6 separate regions of the Mus musculus genome follow, and all the other regions are linked to region 1. A link is a contact called in public Hi-C and promoter capture Hi-C data. All regions are on one chromosome and are shown on one strand. Each heading gives the region's core, a stretch centred on a gene start, on an enhancer-like site or on the middle of the called end of the contact. The rest is flanking DNA. Distances are from core to core; before and after follow the strand shown. Region 1 holds the start of Eif4e (eukaryotic translation initiation factor 4E). Region 2 holds the start of Gtf2b (general transcription factor IIB). Region 3 holds the start of Kyat3 (kynurenine aminotransferase 3). Region 4 holds the start of Gbp7 (guanylate binding protein 7). Region 5 holds the start of Pdlim5 (PDZ and LIM domain 5). Region 6 holds the start of 4930539J05Rik (RIKEN cDNA 4930539J05 gene).

Region 1 (3,146 bases), core at 217-2,716:
AGATCCTGAGTCTTTTTTTGTTCTGTTTGTTTTTTTTCTGAGACAGGGTTTCTCTGTGTAGCCCTGGCTGTCCTGGAACTCACTCTGTAGACCAGGCTGGCCTCAAACTCAGAAATCCACCTGCCTCTGCCTCCTGAGTGCTGGGATTAAAGGTGTGTGCCACCACGCCCGGCTGGATCCTGAATCTTAAGCAAGCTAGGCAAACATTCTACCCCTGAGTTATACCTGTAGCCCAAAATATGAGTCTTCACTGACAACAGAGGAAGAAGGTTAAAAAAAAAAAAACAATCAAATGTCATTTTAAACAAAAACTTTATATTGGTGGTTTTCAGGCTTGTCAGGATACTTTCTTGCCAATGGATTGGTTTGTGCTGTAACCAACCCTGAAGCTCAAAACAGGATATTTAGGTTGTCTTTTTCCTTTCTTTGGATAGAGATTCTCCTGTTTCTTTGGGTGGCCTAGAACTTGCCATGTCACTGAATTTAAAGTCCTGATCCTCCAGCATGCTGGGTTTATGTGGTGTTGGGGGGAATCTAGGCTGGATGAACACTCTATCAACTGAGCTACAACTCAGCACCCTAATGCTGTCTTCTCATAGAAATTAACCAGACATCACTTTACAGACAACAGAAAATAAGGGGTCAATTATAATTACTTTGGTTAGTGTTAACAGATTTGTACATAGAAATTCACCTATGTGTTTAGTTCATAGAGCTATGTCTACTTGAGAATCTACTCACGCCAACTTAAACAGAAGCTTTCGTTTAAAATCACTTCTGCCATCCTGGTAAACAAAAACACGAGCAGGCACTGGCTTTGAGTTCTTACACAGCCTCAATTATGTGTTAGTCAACCCAAGCATCCATTATGTACTCAATAATAGCTATGACACAGCTCTGGACAACAGCAATGCCATGGAGAGGCAGACACGAGATAGCCTGCTTACACTGCTTTTCCTGGCGGTAACATTTTTAAGCTGCGTGGAAGCCATGAGATCCTGGCTCCCTCATTAGGAACTTTACCCAACAGTGCTTTGACGGCCTGGTAACTTAGAAGAAAATGTAGCATGCCAGTTCTGTTTGTTAGTTGTTATGAACATAAGTTCATGAACACGAAGTTTCTGTTGAGAGCAGCTACATTCCCTTTAAAACTGCATCGGTGTACGCAACAAAGTAAAGAAAAGAAAATTTTAAGACACTGTTAAGGCTTGGGGATATAGCTCAGTTGGTAGAGTGCTTGCCTAGCGCTCAGGAAGCCCTGAGTTCCATCCCTATCTCAGCAAAAAAGTGCTCTCCCAACCCACCCCCACGCCCAGCACGCGCCAGTAATCCCGATACTTTGTGGGGGGGAGGTGGAAGCAGGAGGATCGACAGTTCAAGGCCATCCTCCCCTATACCTCAAGTTCAAGGCCATCCTGCGCTTCAAAAGACCCAGGGTCAAGAAGCAAGATTGCTAAAACAGCAGCGGAGGCGGAGGGAGCTGGTCCTTAAGGAAGGCACGCGCTTGCTTCTAGATTCCGAAGCGTTTTCAAAGCTGGTTACAGTCCTTACCACAGCACACCCTTGTGAGGTAAGTGTATTATCATCTTTGGTTCATAAATGAAAAAGTTGAGGCACTGAGCGTATTAAGTCACTCGCCTAAGGAGTATGAGTCAACGTCAAGAGTCATAGTTGACCCGGTTTAACGACTCCTGACCTTCAGTCCAGGGCTGAGTCAGCGGAGCCCCGAGTGGCTTCCCTGGCTGGCACCTGGACGTAGGCTATTTCCGTCCACGTCCAAGCAGAATACTGGAACCGATTGGACAGAACTTCCAAACTTTCACGTCCAGCAAGATTCACCCCTGACGCCTTCATCTCAGGACTGGGAACAGGAAAAGCCGACGCGTGCACTCCCCTTCCCCAAACGAGTGAGAGGGTACCGTGGGGCAAGCCCGCCCACCCGCTTGGGCAGCGATGGTAGCAAGGGACCACCCGCGTTAGTGGACCGGGGACTGGGGAGACGCAGACCACATCAACGACTCTCCATCGCCGCCTCTTTCAGAAACCAAGAGAAAATGGTGGGAGGCGAAAAGAAAAACTAAATAAAAAGCAACTTGTCTTAGGACCTCAGCTAAGCAAATGAAGCCTTCTTGCGTGTGCTGAGCCTGCAGTTCTCAACCTTCTAGGAAAGATGGGAGGACTGGGCGACAGAAGGCACAGCAGGAATGCCCCGCAGTGAGTGCAACCGGAGCTCTGCCCGCTGCCCAGCAGAGGCCTAAATCCAACTCGGCAGGAAGCGCCCGCGGCGCCGGGAGCCACGCACCCTCGCCAGCGACCACGTGATCACTTTTTTTTTTTTTGGAAGAAAAAAAAAAACTTCTTGCCTTAAGAAAAAAAAAAAAAAAAAAAAAAAAAAAGACTCCACTTCCCAGAAGCCTCTCCTTCCCCAAGCAGCTGCAGTCTTGCGCAGGCGCCGCTAGGGCCAAACGGACACGTCCGTCACGTGGGCAGGAGCCGGCCAATCCGGTTTGAATCTCATTTTTTTCCTCTCGCCCCCCCTTCAGGAGCGGTTGTGCGATCAGATCGATCTAAGATGGCGACTGTGGAACCGGTGAGTATTGCCTTCGGCCCCCACCCCCGAGCTCCCCGCGCTCCGGCTTCCTCCGCTCAGGGACTCCCGCAGGACGGCGTTACCGGCGCGCACGGCGCCTCCCGCCGCGTCCGGTCCCTGCCCGCCCCCGGCCTGACCTTCGGCGGGCAGCCTCGGCGCCGGGAGGCTGGCGGCGGCAGCGTGGAGCGCACACGCCGTGTGGGGGCCCGGGCACCGGGGCGGTGGGGGGAGGGGCGCCGCGCGGGGCCGCGATGCGGCGGGCGGAGGGCGGCTCGGGACACGGGCGCGGGGATCGGCGTGGGGTCCCGGGGTCTCGGGGGGGCGTGGGGCGGGCGGCTCCTAGCGGGCACCGTGGCTGGTGGGCGGCGAGCCGGCCCGAGAGAGCCGGAGAGGGAGCCCGAGGCAGCGGCGCCTCGCCGTCGCCGGCGACCCGCCGCCGGGGGTCCTCGTGCGGGCCGCGCTCTGGAGCTGCGGAGGAGGGTGGGCTGGCGGAGCCCACCGGTGGGCGCGCGGGAGCTGGGCGGGCGCGTCCCGCGGGGAGCCGGGGGCCGTGGCG
Region 2 (3,146 bases), core at 413-2,912, 4.2 Mb after region 1:
AGTATACATGGCAAACATAAATCCATAGCAGCCGCTAGGTCCAGAGGAAACCATGAGGTTCGACCTATCAGCACAAGTCCACAGAAGCAGGAAGAAGCCGCTGGAACACCACCATAAGTTCTTTGGTGCATTTTTCACTATGAAGTCACAACAAGCTAAGATCAGCGAATCAAGCAAGGCGAACCAATTGCAGGAGCACTGTCCGCCGTCTGTTGGGTTATACTTATGCTCTTTCCAAACATATGTCCCCTCAAGCATCCGCCGTAGCAAAACATCACACGCCCTTTCACTAGGCAGTTTTCAGAAAAACACCCTGCGCCTGTTCTCGGCAAAACACCGTTACATAAGACAGTTTCCAGAAAAACATCACATGATACAACTGAGTCCCTAACAAAACCAGAAATTCCCACTTCAACAAATGTCTGCTTAATGGCATTTGATTTCCATTAACAAATAAAATGCTTACTGAGTTTTCATCTCAGTGGAAGACACCCAACTTGCAGTTACCTTAATTCAGACTTTGTTGGGAATGGTTTATTTACAAGAAAGTAGCACTGTTGCCTTAAGGTAAGAGGACGGGAGCTGAGACAAGGTCTTGTTCTGCAGGTCAGGCTGGCTTGGGATTCATGACCTCCCACCTCTGCACCCTAACTTCTAGAATTACAAGGGTGACCCCCAAGACCTGCCTTGTGAGGCCCTTGTATAGACGTTAGCTGTTTTATTACATTTCCTATACTCGGTTTTCAGTCAAATATTCGATGATGATTGGGGAACAACAACAACATGGGTCATAGCAGGGCTGTCTCTTGCAATTCTAGAAGGGTTTGTGAGCCAGATACCCTCCATGCCTACACTGTTGAGATAAAGGACATGTAGGAACTTTGAATCATGTTGGCCAATGACAGAGCTTGAATTGATACCTACTCCTGAAGACAACAACTAATTTCTCTTTTTATTCCAAATTCTTTAGTCAGGGCAAATGAGACATTCAATCAGATAGGGAAAACTGACTTGAAAATAAAGGAAAGGAATTTGGTGCGAGCGCTTTGCCCCTTTCAACCAACCTGGTTTCCTTGTGTGTTGGTTATTTTGTGTGTTTGTTTATTTAAAGGTGTTTTTTGTTTGAGACGAGGTCTAACTCCAGATCCTCCTACCTTCTTGGTGCAGGAATACTTGAGAGTATCACCCGAGGAGGCAACTCCCATTTTAATTTCCTCTGTTTGAGAGCTAGCTCAGGCGCAGCACATTCTGAGTCTTCTTGGGTTGATTTTTTGTTTTGATTTGTTTGAGACTGTGTGTGTCTGTGTCTGTCTGTCTGTCTGTCTCTCTCTCTTTATCTCTCTCTCCCTCCTCCTGGCTGTTCTGGAGCACCCTGTGTGGATCAGGTTCCTCTAAACTCACAGAGATCCTCCAGCCTCTGCCTCCGGAGATCAAAGGGGTGTGCTATCCCGCCAGGCTTTGAAGATTTTGCCAATCAACCAGCAGCCGGGAGCCACGCAGCAGCAGCGGAGACAACCAGGAAGTACACAGCCCGCGTCGTCAAGGACCGAGCGCTTTTTAGCCCTCCTCCCGACCCGTAGCCGCGCGGAGTGCGCGCGAGCGACTCGCGCATAAAAGCCCGGCTCGGGGCGTCTAGGAGCCAGTGCTGCTTCCTGCTTCGGACGGAGCTGTTGGCGGAGCCGCGAAGATGGCGTCGACCAGCCGGTGAGTGCAACGGCCTCGGAGCGAGTGGAGCAGGGCATCGCGGGGCCCAGGTTCCTCCAGAAGGCCGCCGCGGGTGTCCCTTACCCACCTGAGTCATCGCCGCCCGGGTTTGACCCTGCGGATCCGCACGGCCCCGGCCTCCGTCTCCGGACCCTTCAACCGTCTTTGTGTCATGTTGATGTTTTCTGTGTATTTTCTCCCTTACGGCCCATCCAGCCGGAGGGGGCTGAAACCCCGTTTCCGAAGAGCTGGAAAAGCGACGTTCCAGGTCCCTATCGATCTGACAACCGCAAAGTTGAGAAACGTCAGCATTGGTTGTCTGGTGGCAAAGGGTCGCTAGCCCAATGGCCCCCCCAGAAGTGGAAACGAAAGCACATACGGAGACTTGATTCATTCTCCTAAAAGACCCCCTGTCCCCACCCCGAAAAGTATCATTGCGTACTCTGAAGGAGATGCTGTCTGCAGAAAATTAATTACATATGCTGGAAGTCATTTTAAATGTATTTTTAAAACGTAGTTTGCTTAATATCTACAGGAAATGCGTGTTGTGACCGCAGAGACAGCCTTTAATCTTGTGACCTCCAAAATGCTTTGCAGACCCTAATTATATCTCTTGTAACCACTATGAGGTAGATATTAGTATACTGGCATATGTGTAAACTGAGTCATGCCAGCGTGTTGACCTTTCGCGGGCCACTATACCTATTCTGATTATCCGTCCACTGGTCTCCAGTTAACACAGAATGTACAGAAAGTATCAAATTAAGTTCTGTTCTTTTGGCACTTTTTTTTTTTTTTCGGAGGTGGTTACTATGTGTGGAATTGGTAAACGTCACCGGGGGAAGCCATTATTTACAGAAACTTGGCCTTTCTGGGAACCTCCAAGTCTGCTGTTTATTATAAAAAGTGGGAGGTGGGCATAGGAAGCCTCGTGAACTTCTTGCGTGGAAGCAATGGGCAATCTTGTTTACTGATTTTATGATTTAATTAGATTAATTATGATTTAATCATTCCATCTGGGTGTGGTTTTGTCACGTAAGGCTTCCTTGTAGCGACATAGGAACCTTCAGCTTCCCCAAATACTATTGAAATTTCCCATGGGTGATGTGTTCATATGTAGGCACAGCTTACCATCTTAGGGAAAAGGAACTCCTGTATTCTTGAAACACAAGTTGTAGTGTTTAAATAGTACACATAGTAAAATCACTGGTTACAGTTTTTAAACTTTTCTTCACTTAAAAAAATCCCTTGAAATTAATTTCTTTTCTGGACAGCTAGTGTTTGATTTTGAGTTAGTGGTCTCGAATCTTCTGTCTCCACCTTGAAAACTGTGGGGTTGTAGATCTGCCCGGCCCTCATCCAGCTCTTAAGTCTGTGTCATTCCTGTTGCTATCAAGTTTTGCCAGCAGTGTGAATAGAGAGAAGTTGCCTGAGAGTTTGTC
Region 3 (3,146 bases), core at 204-2,703, 4.2 Mb after region 1:
ATGAGCAAGGAAACCACAAGTCAAAGAAACGGTAAAGGCAGCAGTCCACCATGTGGGCAGTGTAATTATATCAGAAACTAGGAACACAGTGGTCATGAAACATACCCTGTGTTTTGAAATAAGAAACTAGCAGCTTACTGTAATGGTTGTATGTGAAAAGGAGAAGAGAGAGAAAGGAAAGGGACACCGAGCAGCCACTTAGCCTCAAAAACCTTGAGAACGAACTGCGATGTTCCCCAATTCAACCTCAGCAATATCAACAGAACACCGACTGCAGATAAAGCCATTCCAGATCGTCATGAGTTTTAGGTCCAAAGGGGAAAACTCCAAGAATCCCGAATATGGACAGACCCGCTGACTGGGTTCAAAATGAAGGCTTGCCTCACCTCAAGCTCCACTGTAGAATTTCAGGGAGAGACAAAAGTTCACCCTCATCCTTAAGGACCTCTGAAACCTTCTGTCTGCCAGGAAAATCCACTTGCCTATTAAGATACAAAGTGCCTACCAAAGCCACAGAGCTCTCAAGCCCTCCTCCCCTTCTATTCTAAACTTCCAGGCTGTTCCAATTCACAGGACAAACACACACACACACACACACACACACACACACACACACACACACACCTGAAGCTGCAGCCACCGGTTTTTCTTTATAACTCGCAAGGTTTTTCCTGCTATTCCCTCTGCTCTGGAGAGACAGCCCTTGCCAGTCTGCCTCTCTGCTCTCTTCCCATAACTGCTTTGGACTTTCCCCAAATCCTCTAGTTATTCTCTCTCTCCTATATCTTAGGTAAACATCTTCTTCCCACCATGGGTCGGTCAGTTCAGCAGCCTGCCTGTGCCCTTGCTTACAATGAGCACCTTTAATGTTCGTAACAAAATACAGAAGCGCTTGGCTCACTGTGGCAAGGTCAGTGCATCCAACCAAATCCGCTTTTGTTCCTTCCTACAGGCGTGAGTACAGCGTTCAGCCGCTCTCGTGAACTACAACACCTCGACTCCTTTAAACGCAAGAGGAAGAAAATCTAACCCCCAAGCTGTGCTCTTAACAGCTTGTCCTCCCGCTTCAGTGTCACTTCCTCCGCCTTTTAGGTCCTGCATCACTTTACAGTTCCGAAGGAAAGATTCCCTCTCCCTCCTCTCTCCCCATCAGAGGGAACACATAGACAACTACACAGGCCGGCCTCTCAAGCATTTTCAAGTCTTTCTCCTAGAACCTGCTTCGAATCCACGCAGCGGAGATTTAAAAACAGTTCTGCTCCAAACAGTCGCACACTTCCACTTTTTCCTGGATACTCAGCCAAGGCCACGCCCTGTCCCCTAGCCTGGGAGCTTCTTGTGCACTCTCACAGGGCGCGCCACGATTGGAGAAATCCGTAACCAATCTGTAGCCTTAGCCCTGATACCGGAGCCAATCCCTGGTCAGAGCCACGAACCGCCTCCACCCCGCCTCCTCTACAATCAGGAGGGTTCCTGCTGCACTCTGCTTCTGGATCCCCGAGTGCATTCCGCCAGGAACCCCGGCGACACCTAGCGACCTCCGGACTAAGGCCAGGGACGCATTGGAACCAGGAGAACGATGTAAGCGGGCGGGACGTAGTGAGCGGTGACTCGGCCCGGGGCATACAGAGTTTGCGGAGCCGGGAGCCAAAGGGAGGTCGGCGGGCAGGAGAAGCGCCCGTACTAGGCACATGGTCGGACCACAGCGGAGACTGTGGGATTTATCTTGGGGTTGACAGGCTTTTCTTTGGAGAAAAGTCCACCCTTGTCCCTTTTACTCTTGATTGTGTAGTCTGGGTGTTTAGAACGCACCTTTGCAAGGGCAATACTGACTTCAGTTCATCCGTGAAAGATGTTTGTGTTTGTTTCTTGAGACAGTCTCTTCTTCTGGAAGTAGTTTTGTGGCAAAGGAACTTTTTAATCCTCCTATCTCCACTCCCACACACCCGACCCACACACCCAGTGCTAAGATTAGAGGTGTGCGCCACCGCTGCTGGTTTTATTCGGTGCCTAGGTTGGAACCCAGAGCTTCATCCCTACTAACTGAGCTACCTCCCTAGCCCAGATAAGGCGAAAGTTCAGGGTTGGAAAAGCAGTTAAACCAGAAGCTTGAGATTATCTTTTCGGAGCTTTGCAAAAGACAAAAGCAGTCTTAATTGGTGGTGTCTGAAGGTCAAGCATTCTTGTAGATCTGAGCCGCTCGCCCCTAAGCACCTCCATTCAGTGTTCCACCTATGGGCTGCTGGGTAGGTAGGTGGCACACGGGAAGCTTGCTCAGGGCTGCAGCCAGCCAGCCTGTAAATCTGTTCAACTTTTGCCTGTGTGCGGTACCCTAATTTCGGCATCAGGTGACCATACCGCTTCCCTTGTGAGAGAATCTCACTTTCACGCGGCCTTAAAGCCCGTTTTGAATGGTGCCTCTTAACTCTTATGCTGATAATGCCTCTTAACACTTATGCTGATAAACTTGACTGTGTTTTTTATTCATGCTTCACCTCTTCATATGGCCTTGAATGCCTCTGTACTTTGAAAGCTAGAACCCTGTTCACCTCGCTCTGTTGCAATTAGCGAACTTTATAAACACTCTAGAACCCGGCTAACAGGTATGGCATGTGGTGAAAATAAAGGGAGCAGTGTTATTTATCAAGAGGCTGTCTCTGATAAATCTTTCTTGAGCTTTTAGGTAACCTGAAGGTTCCTGACGTTTTCAGATTGCTAACACAACTATTCTTTATGTCTGTATACCTCCTATGGGTCAGATTTGTAACTTGGTAGTTTGAGTGGTAAATTCAGAGCACTAAACTTTAACCATGTTTAAACTGAGTTGTGAATGCTTTGCCTACCTTTGAGATTTGCGTTTTTCCTTCAACTTTTAACCTCTAGGTTGCCCACGGTCTTCCAGTTCTGAATCAGTCCACCCTAGAGATGATAAAATGGTAGTTTTAGTTTTCTGTTGATCCGTGTGTATCTAACATGGGTTTCATATTTGATATACCCTATGCCATGATTAGATTGCCTGGGTCACCCTGACTCACATATCTCTGGTTTTCTTCACAGACCCTTGAGCTTAAGGAGAAACCAAAAGCCAACAACTTTTTTTTTTCTTCTAATTTCATGACATTTGAATGTATATATCAGTTTAGTTT
Region 4 (3,146 bases), core at 432-2,931, 4.0 Mb after region 1:
ATATGGTTCATTGGAGTTTCAGATCCATCTCGAGTCTATCCTTGAACTCCCATTATTACAGCATTTCCCACATGTTGGGTCATTATTCCTGATGATTTCAGGGAGGTCTCATTGTGCTCCAGGTGTCTTAGTTAGGGTTTTGTTACTGTGAACAGACACCATGACCAACGCAACTCTTATAAAGGACAACATTTAAATGGGGCTGGCTTGCAGGTTCAGATGTTCAGTCCACTATCATGAAGGTGGGAGTATGGTAGCATCTAGGCAGGCATGGTACAGGCAGAGCTGAGAATTCTACATCTTCATCTGAAGGCTGCTAGCAGAATACTGACTTCCAGGGAGATAGGATGAGGGTCTTAAAGCCCACACCCAAAGTGACACACCCACTCCAAAAAGGCCACACCTACTTGAACAGGGCCACACCTTCTAATAGTGCCACTTTCTAGGCTGAGCATATACAAATCCTCACAGCAGGTCCATCTGAAATAGATCCATTATGTCTTTTAAAAAGCAACATAAAAGAGAGGGTTGTGAAAGCTTTAACACTTAAGTGTCTGCCCCGTGCCCTGACTCCAGACATGCCTAGTTCATCCAGCGTTACTGCAATGAAGTGCATTCGTGTCCTAGCCTTGAGTCTGACAACTGCTATTCCACAGAGTTCACACTTAACTTTGTTCTATGGGAGAAATTTACCTCAGTCAAACTAACAGATGGGAATCAAATTGATGTTCCCACCTGAAGGATAACCTGAGGACACACTACATGATGGTTCTCAGGCCTGACCAAGCCCCACCTCCTCCCTAGCTCAGAAAGATGATTCCGAGGGGCCTGTAAGAAAGCATCAGACATGGATACTTCACTAGTCTGGTCTGTATGTAGATGTTCCTTAACACAACACGAGGTTACATTCCAATCACAGAATCACCCTGACATGAATATTTGTGAATTTAAAATGCACCAAGACATTTAACCAAACAAAGATGACAGCTTAGTCTGTTGTATGTTACCAGACATCTGGACAGTCACTTAAGACAAAGCTTTTTTTCTTTCTTTCCCAAAACACCTGTTGTAATTCATTTCGGTTTTGCCAAAAAAAAAAAAAAAAACAAAAAAAAAAAAAACCTCCATATAGTAGAAGGCATAGCAAGCTAACCCGTAGGGGACATGAAAAAGGGAGAAGCCAGACTTTCATATGTGCTGCTGCACAGCAAGATAAATGATGGTGACTGTGGCATACATCTCAAAAAAGAAGTGTTAACAGTTTGAAGAGATAGCTATGTTAACCCAGTCTGCATCATATATCACATGAGGTATCCAATGCACAGAAACAACCCATTACCTTTTTAATATGTACAGTATTACTATCATGCACGAGTTGCGCGTTTTTTAAGGTAAAAACGTCTCGTTGGTGTCAACCTCTTGGAATAAGCCAGTGGCAGGAGCTGGCACATTTCTGTTGCAGCATTCTGTATTTCCCAATAGAAGTCAGTATTTAGAGAATCAGCGACTTGTTTTCATCCGCCGCCCATCTGGCAGGGAAGACTATGGACTTGTTCCCCACAGATTCCGTTTTCTTTCCAGGAAAAGCAGAAGCTTCTCAGAAAGTCAGCACAAGCCTGTGTGTGCAGTTTCAGTTTCAGTTCTCCATCCCCACAACTAAGTGCAGGCAATATCCGGTTTCACTCTGGAGTTTAAGAATAGAGAGCTTTCAGGAGGAATCGGGGCGGGCGCAGCAGCAAGCCTAAAGGTGCTGAATCCAGGTAGCAGAGAATCCGGTGCAGGCTGGTGAGTTCCCTGAGACTCCATACCCAATGTACACATCTCCTAAGGAGCTTCAGGGAGGTCCCGAGGTCCCAGGCCATAAACTCCACATTTGGTGCAAGATGACACCGGAGGGTGGACGACCGCGATCAGAGACGGCTTGGTGGCCTCAGGGTGGGTGGACAGCGTTGCTCAGTGTGGGAAGTGCGACCACTCTCGAGCAGCCACCACAGCCAGGCATGGTGGGGGATGGGGTGGGGTGGTGAGCGGTTCCTACGGGAATATCAGCCCAGGGCTACCCACTCCCGCAGGCTACCCATTCCCCTGCATTGTTTCCAAGTAAGAGGGCATAACCCCAGAATCCTCATCTACCATAGTCCTCAGGTACTCCCGCCGCTGTGAGCTCAGCTCGGCTTGAAGAAACAGAAAACATAGCCTTCCCTTGTTGAGTCAGACAGAATTTCCAATTGCGCCCGCCCCGTGCACCGCTGTGCTACCAGTGCACTCTCGCGCTCTGCAATGGGGTACTCAGTCAAAAGTTAGAAACAGCAGGAAAGCCTGAACCCCTTCATGTATTGTGAACTGTTTCAAAGTCGTCCATCTAAGGTTTCAGACCAGTTTTGGAGCTTGTGAAAAATCTCCGGAGGAGGCAGTTTTTTACTGTCTTCCCTGTGGCTCGAGCCACCTTTGGAGACCATGGATAATTTACATGACCAATCGCAGCTATGTAGTTCTACTTATTTACTGTGAATTTTAAGCTTCTTAGTTGGGACAGTAACCCAGACCTGCACGAGAGCAGAGAGAAGAGAAATAACATGCCTATCAATATTTTCCTAATATAGATAGAACTGGTCATTAAGGTACTGTTGTCTTTCACAGAATTAAGGTGAGCTTACGTTTCCCATTCGACACCTACTCTAAATTGATGCTAAGTAAAGAAACACCTACAGTTTTTAAGATGCCACCAGAGGACAAACAGCACCCAGAGTGCCCCTTATACATTATATCATGACATGCCACTAATCAATTGAGAGTTGGTATTTCCCAATTAGGATATTTATCAGTGTAGAAAAGGTGAATTGCGGAAGTTGGTTCTATCAGGGAAGTTTTGGTAATAGGATCTGGTGTTTATTCCCTGATCCACTGGGCAGTTTATAGTCTTCCTGAGCATTCATTTAGCATGTGTGCATGACCTCCAAGACAAGTGAAAAGGAGGCACAATAGCCTTCAATACTTATGGTTGTTTTAAGAGAGAATGCACCATCAGAGATTTGCCCACAGAAGTATTTATTCACGAGGATGTATTTTCAGGGAAATTAGCCACTGGAAAAGAATCATATCCATGTGTCATCTTCAACAGCATGGGCATGAAGCAGGTGGGAGAT
Region 5 (3,146 bases), core at 272-2,771, 3.9 Mb after region 1:
TGTGAAAGTTACGCTAACGGTACTCTGGCTCCATTTTTCCCTAGGAGAGAATGTATTGTACTTGTGTGTCATCCCACATCCATGTCACTTCCCTTTTCTTAGGGACTCCCTTCCTGATTTCTCCGATTTGTTATTAACATTTCTAGCACTAGCCAAGTCAGCCAAACCACAACACCGGTCTCTTCTCTAAATTCCCTTTCTGCTAGCTTCGCTTGGAATTCATTTGTCTGAAAATATTCTGATCCTTAAGCAACGGCAATATTTTTATTGGCTTTTTCCAAGTCTCCCCCATGTGGTTATTAGTGCCCAAATGCTAAAATACCAACCAAGCAGGCAGGAAATAACAGCTTATTCTGCTTTCAAACATGTAAAAACGTTGGAATTTCTGTAGAGCTTTGGATTTTCTTTTAGGGACAGCATAAATAATACCTTCCATCTACTGCTAGTGAGGGAGGCTAAAAGTGGTTTCCCACACTTGTGTGCGAGTTTCCTTGGTGTGCGTAACCGGGAGAGACCTACAAGTGAGGAGCCCTTCAATTAAGACAACCTAGAGATTCTTTCTCCCCTTCCTGAGATAGAATGGTGGGAGGACTAAAGCACTAAGGCTGAGGGATGAGACGTTTCCCAGCTTGGGTTCACGCCTAGCCCTGTTGGCCAAATAAGGTTCCCCAGCTAGCAGTTTCCGTAGCAGGCGGGTTCAGACGTCCTCGGGTCAAGAAGGCGGACCTGGGATAGGATCTGGCGATCACACCCTAGACCTGCCCAGCCCAGTCACGAATTTTCTTTCCAAGTTCTGCCCAGTCCATACGCCCTTCCTCTTTCCACTCATTGTCAAACGGGGCTGAAGCTCAGTCTGACCCAAGCCCCAAGTATACACCAGTTTCATAAAAACTGGCGACCGCGACTGATCTAAGTGGGCTTTCCTTCTGGACGCACCGACGTGTAACCCTCACAGGTTACACAACTGCACATATTTCAGGGAGGGGGAAATACACGCTTCTCCGTAGCCTGGGAGCCAGCAAACAAAACTGCGCCGCTTTCCCGTGCAGGCGCACACTCTCGGCTCGCCGGAGCTTCCCTGGGGGCTGGCGCGCCCCAGGCCGAGGTGCTGCCCTTCGCCGCCTGCCCTCCGGCTCGGCGGGCGCCCCCTGGTGCGCCCGGCTCTCCGGAGCGCCGGTCCCCGAGAGCCCCGGCTCCGGGCGCTCAGTCCCGCCGCGCGCCGCCCTGCCCCGGGCGCTTCTCACACCTCGGCGCGCACCGGGAGCACCTGAGGAGCAGCGGCTCCCGGGGACACGCTCGCCCCGTCCTCCTCTCGTCCCGCGCCCCTCCACGCGCCGCACCCCGTCACCCGCTTCTCCTCCTGTTCCCTCGCGGACCAGGACGTGCTCCTCCGCCTCCCGCGGCCACTCACCTCCTGACCGGCGCGGCGCACCCTCCGCCTCAGACCAGCGCTGACAAGTGGCTCGCGGTGCCTGCGCCGTCCCTCTCAAGCCGGTGGGGAACTTCCGCCTCCGCGCTCGCCCCGCCTCGCCCCAAGGCTGGCCACGCCCCTCCCCTAATGGTCACGCCCCCATGGTCCGGGCTGGGCGGGGCCACGTCGCTCAGGGCTTAGAAGGCAGTGGAGTCTCCCTGTTGTGCTCTGTGACTTGCTGGGACCGGCTGCCGCCGCCACAAAAAACAATTGCCCCTGTGGAGTTTCGGTGGGCGTAGTCTCCGGGGTGTAGTCTTGGACTGGTACCTGGCAAAGATCTAGCCTTCCGCTTCTCTGTTTTGTATTTCGGCGTTTTTCACTCTGCAGAAACTTGAATTGACCCGCAGTTGGTCTGGCTGAAAATAGAAAAGGGCTTTAGCTAAATCTCTGCCGGTGCAAGTTCAGCGACTACCGCCTGCTTTTGTGAAAGACCTCTGTATACTCTCGAGAAGTGCAAACTCTGAAGTTTGCTTGTCAGGAAGGTGAAAATCGCTAACCCTAATATGCAGAAGTTAAATCTGTCGTCAAGCTAAAGGACAGCCATACAAAGCAGTGGCCAAAAGTGATTCAGCCACTGTATCCTCAGCTTATTTTTCTAATTCCAAATTAACAGCACATTTACCTACTTCTGTAAAGTTGTTTGGTTTTGCCCAGAGAATTTATTCACAAGCAAACGTTAGTAATGTTTAACGAATACTCGAAAAGAAACTTTTAAAATATTAAAAGCACAAGTGTTAACCAAGTGGTGTATCAAACAAAAATAAACCTCAACCGAAGTCCCTGAGTCTGGAGTCTGCTCTAGAGGTACAAGCAAACTCCTAAAGTAGGTTCAAAGTTGTTCAAATAGTAGCCACTGGCCACATATGTCTATTTAACTCATTGTAAAAATGTTTTATATCATTGTTATGAATCTAAATTTATACATGAGTAGGATAGGATTTCCATTAAATAGAAGCTTCAGTAGGACTACATTTCACTGTACAGTTGGATGTTTAGTGGCCAAGTTGACATATATGGACCAGGTTTTTAAAATGTTATAAATTTAAAAAATAGGTATGTTGATTATATGTTGATATTATCTGCCTATTTAAAACATTATTACAACTTATTTTCATTTTTTAATGTATATACTAGAAAGTTTAACATGGATGTGACTTGCATATTTTGTTGGCCAGTTGTTGATTGTATTACATTCTAAAAGGAAAACTAGTTTGCAGGGAAGAATTTTTCTAATGTGGGATTTGTCTAGTGTGTTTTAGGGTTCTGTTTCATAGATCATTCCAAAGTAAATGGTTAAGAATGGTTACATGTAAACAGATATCCCCTGCAAAGCAAAGAGTCAGCCTTACAGTTGCCTTCATAGGATGAATACCAGCCTTAGTCACAATGTTTACAAATGAAAGTTGCAACAGATTCTATAACACATGATAGACAGTTCCACTTGTGACAAGTCACTTGCCTGTGTTACCTTATAACGTTCTTCTCTTCACCCCCTCATCTGCTTGGTGCTGATACAGTAAAAATCAAACTAGATCAATGCTATTTCATTACCAAGGTTTGAACCATAGCATCAGAGAATCAGCATCCTGAGATGATGAGGAAAGAGCTGAGAGTAGATAGGGTGGCCCAAATGTACCTTAAGTTTTAGTCCTAATTGCAAACCAGGCCTTCAACC
Region 6 (3,146 bases), core at 203-2,702, 3.1 Mb before region 1:
GTAAGTATAATCTCGGGCCTACTAAATAAAATCAGCATTTTAAACAAGACTCCAGGTGGTTCCTATGGCGAGTAGCTGAGGCAGCTGCATTCCGTTAACTGCTCCAGTGATATTACCTATGGTATACACCGTCACTCTTCGGCTATACATTGACTTTTATCATTTTACTTGCGGAATATTGCCTGCAACAGGTTCTCAAAATTCAAATTATTTCCACGTAGTCCTGAAGGACCTCCACTTTAAGTAGGGTCGTTTAAGGATGCTAGAAAACCTAAACATATTGATCTTTTTGAATGTCTTTCAAAAGTTAAAGTCTTACTTTTTACCCAAAGAGTACTCTCGATGACAAACGGCCCTCTACATTTTATGCAGGGCAGACTAAAACAGGGCAGTGGCACACTTAACAGATCTCACCCCCAGGATTTAATCCAGACCGATTCCCTAGTATTTTGTCACTTTGGGGCTCAAAAACTGAAACAGCAGAAGGAAAAGACGATTCTAGGATATTCCTCTTGCGGTTCCATACCTAAGGCTCTACCCAATCCGATCACAATAAAGCTGTATTGTTAAGGCTATGCAAACGCAGAACCCTGCAGGCCGCTGCTCTCAGATTGGCCCCTCGGGGTTAACAACGCGCATGTGTCCGCACTTGGCGGTGCGATCAGCACTCAGCCTGGATCTTTTAATTTGCTGTTCCTAATTTGAGGGGAGCTTCTTCGCGCTGCTCAGCCCTCTCTGAGGAGCACGGGAAGAAATCTCCATCACCTGGGCCGGCAGAAGCCGTGAACCGGCTCCACCTTGACTAAGGCATCTAGTCACCCCGCGGCCCCGCCCACAGCACCTCCCCGATTGGACGCCCGGGGGAGGGCCGTGTCGGCGCGCGACGGCCGGCCGGTCGGGGGAATTCCATTTCCTCCCCCGCCCACTAGCATAAGCACTCAGGGGCGGTGCTTCCCTCGCAAGACCCGCCCAGTAAGAGCCCAGGGGGGGGGTTGCCGGCGCATCTCGCGATAACTTGCGGATTTGGGGGCGGGTCCCGAGCCAGGAAGAGAGCACAAAACTGCCCTTAAGTCATTGCAGACCCGGAGCTGCTGCGAGCCTGCCACGAGGTTCTCGCGAGATCCGCCACCTCCATCCCAAGTGAGGAAACGGGGGGCCACTCAGGGAGGGGCGTGGGGCCTCGACCGCGCAGCTGCCGCTTCCATTACCTTCCTCCTAAGGTCTCCTTCCGGTTCTCGATGCTTCTCTGAATTTAAGGGTTTCCGCCACTCGCCTACCCTCCCCCTCAGCCCATGACCCGCCTCCGTCCCCCGCCCTCCCGGCCCGACCTCCGATCGCTTTAGCGAGAAGGTGCTGTTCCGACAGGGAGACGGCAAGCGGGCGGCACGTCCACTCGGCCCGAGCGAGGGAAGCAAACCGCTCCCCCCTGAACCCCTCGGCTCGCCCCGCGCTCGCGACGGCGGCGTTGGCGGACGGATACGCGGCGGTGAATAGGCGGGGGGAGGGGCGGAGCGTGGCAGCTGGCAGTAGTTCCGTCAGAGCGGACATCTTGTGGCTGTGCCGTGCGCGTGAGCCCCGTAGGGCCGGGGAGGCACCAGCTGCCGCGCGGGGAGGAGGCCGAGGCCGCAGCTCGAGGGAGGCCCCGGCCCTCTGTACGCGTGGGTGTGGACAGCTCGGGAAAGGGGAGGGAGACGGGCCGGGGCCGGCGCGGTGCCCGGGGGGCTGTGGGCGGCCCGAGCGGGCAGCCCTCGCGGCTGGGTGGGGTAGGGTGGGGAGAGGCCGGCGGCGGAGCCGGGGCCCGGCCGCAGGGGGAGGGGGCATGGGCGCGTCCTCGCGCCGGAGCTCCGCGGCCGCCGGGCGCGTGGTGGCGAGGTGGCGGGCGAGCGAGCGGGCGGGCGCGCGCACGCAGGAGCGCGCTGCGAGGCGGAGAGTACGGTGGTGTCAGGGGCGACCCAGAACAGCCCTCGCCGTGGGGACGGGAGCGCACCCGGGGCCCATTGCCTTGTGCTGGCTCGCTGTCCCTTGGAGCCGAAACCGAAAGGAGCCCGGCGTCGGTCCGGAGCCGCCCGCTCCCCTCCCCCTTGCCTTTCTCTGCCCGAGTGACGCCGGCCTAGCGCCGACTAGGCCCCGGCTCCTCCTCTGCCCGGCTCTGGACCCTGCCCCGCACCCACCCCTTTCTCCTCCGCCTCTTCCTCTCCCACCCGGGGCTCGTCTTCCTTTCAAGAGGCCGGGAAGTTAAACTTGTAACCACCTCTCGGCGCTTCCCGTCACCCTCTCGCCCTCTCTGGGGCGAAGCGCGGATCTCGGTAGCTGGTGGCTCCGCCACCCCGCCCCGCCCTGCCGGGATCGCGGCGGTTTTCAGGGTTCTGGAGTCAGCAGGGTTTCTCCGAGGCCCTGGCGAGTCGCTGACCTGCTCCGTTTTTGCAAAAAGGCGCCTGTGTCTGGCAGAGCCGGTGTGAGAAGAAGAGACAACCCTTCCCCGCCGCCGGGATAATCAAGAATTTTGGCCGGACCTTTGAGTACACCTCGGGATAGTGAGGAGCCCGGCGAAAAGCACAGACTATGGCGCTGAAACGGATTAATAAGGTGAGCAGTTTGGACTAAATGGTGCGGACAGGGTTGTGGGAAGAAAGGAGGCTTGGGGCCCAGAGGAAAAAAAGCGTGGGTCTGGTGGTGGATACAATTCTGAAAATACCTTTTCTTGGGTTAAGGAAAGGCAGGTGCACTTTGAAATGAGCTGTAAGATAGGGAACTGAATGGTTTGGGTAAGCGAAATGTTAGCTTTTTTCACTAGAATCTGTAAGTATGGGTGAGGGAGCGTGGCTATTAGGCTCCTCGGTTTTTTGCCTAAGAGTCAGGTTTGGGAAGTAGAATTGTGTACAGGCCCTCGGCTAATGTCATGGTGCTGCTTCCTAGTCTTGGTTCTTCAAAACTTATTACAGCTGCTAAGGCTTATTGGCATTCAAAAGAAAGGAATGTAACAGATGAAAAACGTTTTGTTCCAAACTTGACTGAGAGTCTGGGTATGACAAACATACCTCAGTTCGCTAAAATGTGGTGACGAAGTCTGTTCAGAAGCTTAACCAAATCTGGGCAGTTACACAAGAGTAAGTAGGGTTGGGAGGAGGTGGACCGACACTGTTGCC

The links. Promoter capture Hi-C pulls out the DNA fragments that hold promoters and counts their contacts. Hi-C and Micro-C count contacts between places; a contact is called where the count stands out from the background.
Region 2: a Hi-C map of CD4 T cells shows a contact between it and region 1, with 4 times the contacts expected there. The contact joins the promoter of Gtf2b here to the promoter of Eif4e in region 1. A contact is called at or near these places in 1 of 39 promoter capture datasets (pre-B cells) and 1 of 484 Hi-C or Micro-C datasets (CD4 T cells).
Region 3: a promoter capture Hi-C map of pre-B cells shows a contact between it and region 1. The contact joins the promoter of Kyat3 here to the promoter of Eif4e in region 1. A contact is called at or near these places in 2 of 39 promoter capture datasets (liver and pre-B cells).
Region 4: a contact with region 1 is called in a promoter capture Hi-C map of liver, with 2.4 times the contacts expected there. The contact joins the promoter of Gbp7 here to the promoter of Eif4e in region 1. A contact is called at or near these places in 2 of 39 promoter capture datasets (liver and pre-B cells).
Region 5: a promoter capture Hi-C map of pre-B cells shows a contact between it and region 1. The contact joins the promoter of Pdlim5 here to the promoter of Eif4e in region 1. A contact is called at or near these places in 3 of 39 promoter capture datasets (the C10 cell line, cranial neural crest and pre-B cells).
Region 6: a promoter capture Hi-C map of pre-B cells shows a contact between it and region 1. The contact joins the promoter of 4930539J05Rik here to the promoter of Eif4e in region 1. A contact is called at or near these places in 2 of 39 promoter capture datasets (cranial neural crest and pre-B cells) and 1 of 484 Hi-C or Micro-C datasets (CD4 T cells).

What each region holds. Positions count from the first base shown.
Region 1 is chr3:138,524,725-138,527,870 of GRCm38.p6, forward strand. It overlaps Eif4e (eukaryotic translation initiation factor 4E), which reads left to right and starts at 1,467. Exons shown (of 8, transcript NM_007917.4): 1 at 1,467-1,570; 2 at 2,544-2,590. The coding sequence starts at 2,573. Mir1956 (microRNA 1956) reads left to right here and starts at 1,697; the gene lies at 1,697-1,761.
Region 2 is chr3:142,763,585-142,766,730 of GRCm38.p6, forward strand. Gtf2b (general transcription factor IIB) reads left to right here and starts at 1,663. Exons shown (of 7, transcript NM_145546.1): 1 at 1,663-1,704. The coding sequence starts at 1,688.
Region 3 is chr3:142,699,595-142,702,740 of GRCm38.p6, forward strand. Kyat3 (kynurenine aminotransferase 3) reads left to right here and starts at 1,454. Exons shown (of 14, transcript NM_001293560.1): 1 at 1,454-1,581.
Region 4 is chr3:142,528,655-142,531,800 of GRCm38.p6, forward strand. Gbp7 (guanylate binding protein 7) reads left to right here and starts at 1,682. Exons shown (of 11, transcript NM_001083312.2): 1 at 1,682-1,785.
Region 5 is chr3:142,394,175-142,397,320 of GRCm38.p6, forward strand. Pdlim5 (PDZ and LIM domain 5) reads right to left here and starts at 1,522. Exons shown (of 13, transcript NM_019808.3): 1 at 1,412-1,522.
Region 6 is chr3:135,437,213-135,440,358 of GRCm38.p6, forward strand. 4930539J05Rik (RIKEN cDNA 4930539J05 gene) reads right to left here and starts at 1,453. Exons shown (of 3, transcript NR_030689.1): 1 at 1,209-1,453. Ube2d3 (ubiquitin-conjugating enzyme E2D 3) reads left to right here and starts at 1,914. Exons shown (of 7, transcript NM_001356597.1): 1 at 1,914-2,586. The coding sequence starts at 2,563.